Regions from separate parts of the Rattus norvegicus genome. Here region 1 is linked to region 2. The links are chromatin contacts, called in public Hi-C maps. All regions are on one chromosome and are shown on one strand. The core of a region is the stretch at or near the end of the contact, and the rest is flanking DNA. Distances in the headings are between cores, read along the strand shown. Region 1 has its middle 48 kb from the start of Mc2r. Region 2 overlaps LOC134482959 (a long non-coding RNA gene).

The links. A called contact is a pair of places that touch in the nucleus more often than the background predicts.
Region 1: a Hi-C map of psoas muscle shows a contact between it and region 2, with 4 times the contacts expected there. The contact joins two enhancer-like sites. A contact is called at or near these places in 6 of 12 Hi-C or Micro-C datasets (the A7r5 cell line, Schwann cells, frontal cortex and 3 more).

Annotation. Positions count from the first base shown.
Region 1 is chr18:64,336,990-64,341,464 of GRCr8, reverse strand. No RefSeq gene overlaps it. Among named protein-coding and RNA genes, the nearest start is that of Mc2r, 48 kb to the right of the region's middle. Within about 2 kb of position 2,399, at least 12 of the 93 cell types and tissues checked have an H3K27ac peak or open chromatin away from gene starts, as enhancers often do.
Region 2 is chr18:63,793,427-63,797,943 of GRCr8, reverse strand. LOC134482959 (a long non-coding RNA gene) reads left to right here. Exons shown (of 2, transcript XR_010059728.1): 2 at 1,214-4,517. It also overlaps a transcript of Ldlrad4 not described here. Among named protein-coding and RNA genes, the nearest start is that of Ldlrad4, 120 kb to the left of the region's middle. Within about 2 kb of position 2,498, at least 35 of the 93 cell types and tissues checked have an H3K27ac peak or open chromatin away from gene starts, as enhancers often do.

The DNA of each region.
Region 1 (4,475 bases), core at 1,150-3,649, 540 kb before region 2:
GTTACATCACAATCGTGAGAGGAAGTTTTCCAGGGCGGAAGTGTTCCATGAAAACAAATTTCCTCAGCACTCAGGAGGGCAGGCCATTGGCCCAGAGTCAATTCAGATCCCACTCTAACAAGGATGTCCAGCAGATCTTTACTGAGCCTGCATATCCTGGAAGATCTGCTTTTTTAAGTCTAAAATTTCCACAAACTATTCTAATCTTTTCCTTCCTCTCATAATACTAAGCTGACCTTTATATCCTCTCCCAGACAGGGAGGCCTTTTCTAATGAGTATCTCTCTCCTAAAGTGGTCCATTCTGTTTTGCAACCCTTAGACCTCTACCAATTTCCCTGATTATTTTAACCTCTGGAGATTGAATCTCATAAATTAATTTCTTTGGGTATCTAGTCATAAGATTGTTAATCTTTCCTTCTTTTCAGATACAGCCTCTATGGGGCTGCTACTCCCCATAGAGATGACATTGAATTCTCGAGTCTTTAGTCAAACCCTGAGTTATTTCTTCTTGGAAGTAGGCCCATTATTAAAGGTAGAATAAATCTGGGGACAATTTTGGACAGCAACACCCTAGTTGCCTCTGTGGATTTTGCTGTTTTGCACAGGAAAAAGTGCCTACTAGGACTGGGATATATTTGGAATTATGTCCACCAAGCAAGTGAGTGACACCCAATTTGCCAGTCTTCCTTAGGGTAAGTGTCCTACCTGAGTGCTTCTAATTGGAGACACTTGTGTGAGCAGTTATGGTCCTAATATTTGTTGCCTATTGGACTGTCTCTTTTAGGTCCTGCCCTTTTACCAAAATAATTGTGCTTTCCTGTCCAATAAGTCTGATCTAGGCACCTTATGCTTGCATTATTCGGGTTTGTGGAAGCAGCTACTCATTGGGTATTGGCCACCATCCTCCGGGATCCTGGCAACTTCTGATCTTAGAAGCAAAGGCCATTTCTTTTGAGGAATATTTGAGTCTCTTTGGAGTAAGCAAGAATTCCATCTGGATATCAGGTATTCTGTGTGAGCCAAGGCAGCTCTCTTGGCCTTCGAGTCAACCATCCTGCATCCCTTTGTAGTGGGATTGTTCCCTCTCTGATGCACAGAATATTGGATTACAGACACTCGAGGGAGGCAAAAGGACTCAAGAGTTTCTTGAGAATGTTTTATATGAGTCCCAGCTTTACTCAGGAGACCTCTTTCTTTCCAGGTAGCTAGGTGGGCATGGGGGATGAGGTAGGGTATTGGAATCTGTCTAAATGTTGGTTCTTTTCCATGGCTCTGTTCTGAGGCTTGCATGAGACCGATTAGCCAGCTAGTTGAACCCTTGAGTTTCTGGATCCTGACTCTAACACATCAAAGCTGTCTCATATCCTGCACATCAGATTCCTTACTTCACAAAGGAACTTCCATATACATTGGGAATCCGGGGCTGGGATAGCAGCAGTGCGCGCGGGGGGGCGGGGGGAGAGCAGGGGGCGAGTGGGAATAACAAACTAGGTTTTTCCAGGGGTTGATCTGAGAGGTCGGGACTGCCTTCACAGTTCTCCGGAAGAATCTCCTCAAAAGAGTAGAGAGGTCCCCCTTCCTCCTCTGGCAGATAAGCTGTCTGTGTTTTGTTTTTGACAACTCTTAAGAGTAACTTTTGATCCCTCCAACATGAGGGCCTGATTTATGGAGCCAGCTTGCTGTGTCAGTGAGGTTTAGTTTCCCTTGGCATTTAGAATGCCCCTATGTCATAAGGCACACAAACCACAAGAGGGCGCGCAAGAATAATCTTTTGGGTTTCCAGGGATCGGAAAAGGGATAGACGCATGTTTTGTAGCCTTCCAAGCCATCTTTGCAACCTGATCTAATTCCGTACCTAGGTATCCTACACATTGCGGAGCACAGTCTAAGAATTGAGCAACTACCCCTAGACCTACGTCAGTTACACACAGTTGGGACTAGACTGAGTAGCTAATCCTGAGGGAGGAGTCTCTGAGGATCACTTTACACCGTGTGAAAACAGCCTCCAGATCAGCTCCTCTTAAGACCCAAGAGTTTTCTCAAATTTTAATTATCCTTCCTTATCTCTATTCCTAGCTATTTTTAGTTTAGGCCGGTAGGGGGAGCTAGCTAATCTCTCTTCACGAGGACTGATGCCAGTGACCATCCAGGTTTCTGTGATCGATTTTACAGTCAACCTGCCACAAATTAGAAACATTTGAGTGGGGCCCAGCAACTAAAGATTGCCCTAATTGATTGCCCCTCCATGAGTGTGGGCCGCACCGTCCGGTAGCAGTCCAGATAAAAAGAGGGTGGCAGAAGGAAGACTGTTTCTTTGGCTGGCTCAGCTGTCCCCTCTGCTGCCAAGATGAGCTGTCCTGTTCTGTTCCCAATTCCTTGGCTGACACCAGCGTTTCCAGGCTTCCATCACTGACTAAGGGCCAGTGTCTCTCCGGAAACCAGGTCTTCAGCTTCAGATTGAGGCAGCAGAGGCAACCAGGCTTGGGGGCTTGGCCACCATGAGGCTGTCAGACTCCTCCGTGTAAAATGGCTGCTATGGGATGACTCCAGCTGCAAAGACATCTACATCAAAAGACCAGGAAACTCCCAGGTCCTAAGCCTCTCCTGTGTGAAACAACTGTTGTTACTGTCTTAATGGACTTTAATAATATTTAATGTAAATTTATGTATACATACACATATAGATATACATATAAATCCTATGCATATACACGAATATATACATTCTATATGCATACATTCATATACATTCTATCTGTTCTATTCCTATAGAGAACCCGACTAATACAGTTATCAAGTGGCTATAGGCATGATATACACAGAAATGAAAGATAAGGCACTGGAAAAAAAAAACCCACTGTTAATCAGAGGCAATTATGATTAACGGGATAAAGGTAAAAAACTCAATTTCATCAGGAGTAAAACTCACCAAGTCTCCCTGGAGCTGATATCAGTAATTAACCCTAAGAGCTCCTGGGCCTTGGCTCCAAGGGATGATTTGCCAGCATGGGGCTTCTGTCTTACTCATTTTAACATCAGCATTATAGCTAAAATCTAAAGGAACCTCTTCTCCCTATCAAAGAGAAGGGAGAGATAAGACCATTCATCCTGAAGTGGCCGTGTTACCTAGAGCATGCTGGGAGAATTCCCCGATTCCATGATAGGGGAGGGGTGCTACCCATCTGTGGTCACACCTTCAAGTTCTTTCACTATTAGGCTTGGTCTGTACTGAACATAATTAGGTCCTGGAAAGACATCCTGGGTGACTCTCCCCAAATGGTCCTCTCTGGGTGTTCGAATCAGCCTCATTCTCTCCACCGATGAAAGAATTCAAAACTGCAGACTCTCATGCAACAAGCCACAACAGGCAGCAAACTTTACTCAAACCAAAGTGACCCACGAGTGAAGAAGACACCCTGAGCCCTTAACCAGGGACCCGGCTCCCACGTCGGCGCACTCGCTCTCTTCGGTTATATAACATCTTGGGAGCATGCAGACTCTGGTTTCCAGGAGGGATATCTGTATTCTGCACCTCGGCAATGTCCACATCAGCTGCACTGACGTAAAACCACTCCTCCGCTTTCAGAAGATGAGTGCGAAAGAAACCGTGCGCAGTGACTGGGATGCCTTGTTCATCTGAGGACCTCTAACGCCCTGGGAAACGCCCATTACACTTCTATCGTGAGTTCTTTATACTCTACCAGCACATCTGTCACACCAGCATAAACTAAGGGCAGTGCTCGAACCTGATACCTTTTATCTGAAGCAACTGAGTATTGAAGAAAACCATACATGGGTGTTATTTGAATTAATCTGTGGACTTCTCTGGAAATAGTATTAGCTAATAGCTCTAAGCTGGACTTGCAGCAAAAAAAAAATAAATAAATAAAAAATAAAGGGAGAGAGGGAGACACAGAGAGGGGGGAGGGATTGAGAAACCAACCTCACAGCATCCCCAGAAGGGCTGAGTAAGTGTCTTTGGTTGTAGATGATAGGGCCCCTCTTCTGTTTTAGATTGGTGAACTTCAGCAAAGAAAAGAATTCTAATGGGCCCACAGCCTCATGCACTCTGAGGCATGTTCACAACTGGCCTTGAACACTTCTGAATCAGTCTGGACTGGACATTCCTGGAAGTGGAAGGGGTAGCCTTGCTGTTAGAAAGAAAGAAACAGCCTTGCTTTTGTCTGAGGTTAACAAAGAATCTAAAGAATCCAGAAATTTGTCAACTTTACAATTTGTCTGTGGCTCCTTTCCCTGTCTACCTGTCAGAAATCCTTCTAACTGCTTGCTTGTCACCAGGTCAGTGTGAATCAAAATTCCCTTCACAGGCTAAAGGCCTGGCCACTGTGACCCTGCATGAACCTCCCAGGCTCAGTCCTGCACCAGTGTGAACAAGCACTGGCCTCCCAGGCTCAGTTCTGCATCAGTGTGAACATGCACTGGCCTCCCAGGCTCAGTTCTGCATCAGTGTGAA
Region 2 (4,517 bases), core at 1,249-3,748:
ACAAATACAGCTACTCTATAAGAGGCTTAAGTTCTAAGAGCTCACCGTGTTGGGGATATAAGATAGAGGTTAGACCAGGATAGTCACTGAGAGAGCTCCTCTCCCCACCCAGAACCTTCCAGACCATCCTGTGGACCAGCCCGATAAAAGTTCCAACACGTCTTGCAATGAATGAGTGGGTGCCATGGTGCGAATTCACAAAGGAATGACACACAGTCCGTACACCAGGCCCCAAGAAATGTCTGCTAGATATGAGCTTAGAAGCTACCCTTTGCTATCCCGAGGTCATGAGAACACCTCCAAACACGGCAAGGGCTGTTCAGTCAGGCCCAACTTCATATGTACATCTCTTGTGAGCTTAGCTCTTCCTATAATCTCAAACCTTCATGGACTCTGTGTTGGTCCAAGATACACAAGTATTTACAGGGCGTATATGCAAATCTCTGTGTCTGGCTAATTAACTGATGCCCTGTGGTGCCCAGTACAGACTCTTCATTCTCTCTCTCTTTCTCTCTCTCTCTCTCTCTCTCTCTCTCTCTCACACACACACACACACACACACACACACACACACACACACACACACACCTCAATCACGTTCACATTCTTCGAATGTGAGCCAAAGGGAAAAGTATTCCAAGATCCTTCTACATAAATAGACACTTTGAAGTTTTCCAGCCTCCCCTCAACCCCACATGCCCTTCTGCGAGCCTGTTTCATCCCTAGAAAGTGGTCAGTCAAGTTCCTCCAGACCACTCTAGAAAGAGGAATGGGCAGTTTTGAAGGGCATGGAAAAGCCCTCCGCTGGTTTGAGCCTTGCCTTCCTGTCAAGGAACTGAAGGTGCCACTTCTCGTCCCATTCTCAGAACTGAGGCTCTCTCCACAGACCAGACAGCAGAGAGCAGAATCAGAACAAGGAGGGTGCGAAGGGAATATGGAAGTAGAAGAACAGACAGGAGGACCCTGGGCATGCTGCTAGCAAGCAAGAATCCCACTGGGGCCTACCCAGAGTCCAGCAGAAAAATGGCAAGGCATTCCTTCTCAAGCTCATATGGCCTCTGATGAAGAATGTGTGGCCTGCCTGGGTAGCCCTTTTTCAAAGTGTCAAAGCCACAGATCTCTTAGCCAGATGGCCCGAGCTGTTCAGGATTCCACTTTTTTATTTACATGTTTACATGACTTTGGATAACTTCTTTTTTTTTTTTTTTTTTAGTTCTTTTTTTCGGAGCTGGGGACCGAACCCAGGGCCTTACGCTTCCTAGGTAAGCGCTCTACCACTGAGCTAAACCCCCAGCCCCTGGATAACTTCTTGACTTGCATCAGTGTCTGTCACAGAGCTGCTGTGGAGATCAATATCAGCTTATAGATGCACAGCACTAAGAAGAGGACCCAGCAGAGCACATAAGTGAAATTCCTACCATAGCCATCTGACCAAGTGCCGGGGTCCAAGCAGGTCGGACCAGGTTCAAGGAGTCCTTCAGAAAGAGGCCCTCTGGCTTTGGCCTTAGACAGACAGTGAGCTTTTACTGCAGAAATTGCTGCCCTAAGTCTCCACACAGGTTGCCAGTCCCTGAGGCACAGGCAATAGAAACAACACTGACTTGTGCCTGCCCCAACAACTGCCTATATCTGGAGCGAAGTGGCCGGCAAGCACACAGGAACCAGCACCGTTGGCAGGAAGCCTACATTCTGCAAACACCAAGAGCAGGAAGTCCACTCACACCAAAGGGTCCCCCACCACGCCCCGTGAGAAGGAAGGGCCAGCCAGAGGGGATGGGATGGGTTATTTCCTTTTCCAAGTAAGGCTTTGAAGAGTCGCTGCAGGGTGGCTAGAAACAGGGTGGCTAAGGGCGCACACATGTTTCTCACACCCACCCGATTCCTGACCTTAATGTCACTTAATAAGCCAGGCCCAGAGTCCTATCTGCAAGGAGAATTGCAAATCACTTGGCCGGGGCTCCGCATATGAGGTGGCTTTGTAATATGAGCAGTGTGTCCACTAACTAGAGCAAGACCATTAGGTCCATTACACCTGTCACTCTGCCAGCTGAGTCGCCAAACTGCCATGATAAAAGTACATTATGCCCAAGGAGTGCCACCCAGCCCCCTTCCAGGCAGCACATACTCATCCGCTGCCCAGAGAACGCCACTGTAAACAGCTTGAAACTTGACTGTAGATTACCTCGGGCTCTTAGCAGATACAAATGTTTCCCTTTCGTGGGAGGCTGGGAGGAGGAATGTGGGTATGGGGCAGAAGACCAAGATGGGGACAGAGGTGGGCGGTCTTGTAAAAAAATAATAATAATAATAAAAGGGAGGTGGGGAGCAGATATTTGGTAAGTGGATTCTATCATAAAGCCCAAAATAAAAGTGAGAGACACACCCTTTTCACCTCTAAGCCAGGTCCCAGCGCTGCAGGCAGCAGGCAGAGGCCTCTGTGCAGCTGTACTCCCACCAGGCCCCAAGAAAAGCACACAGCAGCTGAGCTGCTCAGTGGGTTTGCAGTGCAAGCCTGTTGCAGACAGCAGTAATTTATTTATCCCTGTCATGGAACATTAACAATCTGTCTGGAGCTTGGCAAGCACCAACTTGCACTGTCATATAAACTGTCTGACAAACCTAAAAGTTTCATAAATGCCTCTCTTTTCCCAGCAGACAACAAAACACGGTTCTTTTTTAAAAGTTGTCATCTTCGCTGTTTCTTTTTCTCTCTTCCTCTTCCAAAAACTAAGGAAGGGAGGGAAAAGAAACCGAGAGAAAACTAGCAACGAAAAGAACCTATGCGGTCACACGTGATCTGTCAGTGATCTCAGCCACTTCCCTATTCTCCCGTATCAAGTAAATGAATGAATGGGGTGGGGGCGATGTGGGGTCAGCTGTGAGGCTACTGGGGTACTGAAGCAAAATCTGCAAAACAAAAATACAGTCATTAAAAATTAATAAAGGGTGTGGATATCCAGCCCCCACCTCGTTCCACTCATGGGAATTAGAGCCAGACATTCTGCGTCCTCATTAAGTGAATGCTGGCAGGCTGTCAGGGTTTTAGTGGGTTCTGGGAATGCCAATATATTAACCAGAAGACTTTTTGCATACCCTTTAGAGTTTTTATTCTAGAAAAGTCAACCATTTGGCACAGTAGAGCCTTATTTTTGTCCAGGAAAGCTCTCGGCTGCCAATCAAAGGAGAAATTACAGCTACACTCTTCAGAATTTCCAAGACCCAGCTGAAAAACAAGCTTGGTAGAGAGAGAAGTCCTCAAAAAAAAATCCTAAAAAGGTCACAGTATCATTTTTAGTGGGAATTCAAAGAAAAGCAATCTATCTTTAAATCAAATGGATACATAACAATACAGACATTATTCTCAAGTCTTCCTGTAACAGAGGAAAACCAATGTTAATTGGAAATTTGAAGCCAATATATCTACATCTGTGAACAGTCCAGGCAGTTGCTTATTTCCTTTTCTTGTCCAACATGAACATGAGCAATGCACACATGTAACATGAGCACATGTGCACACCCACACACAATCCCCCCCAAAAGTGGCAGGTGCTGGGGTTATAAAATTCAAATAGTATGCAGATTTCTACCCATATTTGTGTGTGGGCTGTGTGTGTGTGTTTATGTGTTTATGGGTATGCATATGTATGTGCAGGCCAGAGATCAACATCAGGTCTTTTTTCAATCTCTCTCCATCGTATGTTTTGAGTCAGGGTCTCTCACTGAATCTAAGAGTTCCCCCAATTCAGCCAGACTGGCTGGCTAGCAAGTTCCAAGTATCTGCCCAGCTCTATATCTTCAGCACTGGCTTCTACATGGGCACCAGGGATGTTGAACCGGTCCCTATACTTGCATGCCAAGCATCTTACGGACTAAGCCATCTCCGCACGTCCCTATTTTCTTAGGTTAAAACTCATATGCCACTTCTCATGTACCCTCAAAATATAGGTCAAGATGCATTTCCTATCTAACAGCCCATGTTGGCAGTAAGTGACTCTGACATCAGAGAAATAATGCCTTCTGGGAGATTTTTCTCCAAAAGGAAAGGACTGAAGAAGCAGGGGACAAGCGCTCCGAGGAGAGATGGATGGACCAAGGAAGGAAAGGAAGACAGGGATGCTGCAATTTGCCACCATTAACAGGTAATGCATGTGTCCGCATGAATAGTGTTGAATATCTAACATTTTCCAGGCTTTCACAGCTGTTCCTTTCTGAGTGTCCCCTGTCAATTCTGACCCCCCCCTCCCAAAAAAGACACATATCCCAGAGGCTCCATACTCCCAAATTCAGAAGAAAGAAGAGGAAACTTGACCAGGATTTCTATAGATTTAACCAGTCTATACACTTGCATGTATTCCTCCCCAGAATCCTATGGGCTTTGGCTTTATATGATAACAGGACAGCCCTGCATACTATTTTAAAGTGGTTGACTTAATGTGGGGTACATGCACTGGGATCCAGAGTTTGGGGTCTTTCCTTGCCAGCCAGCCAGAAGCATAGGCATTATACCCGCAAGGCAT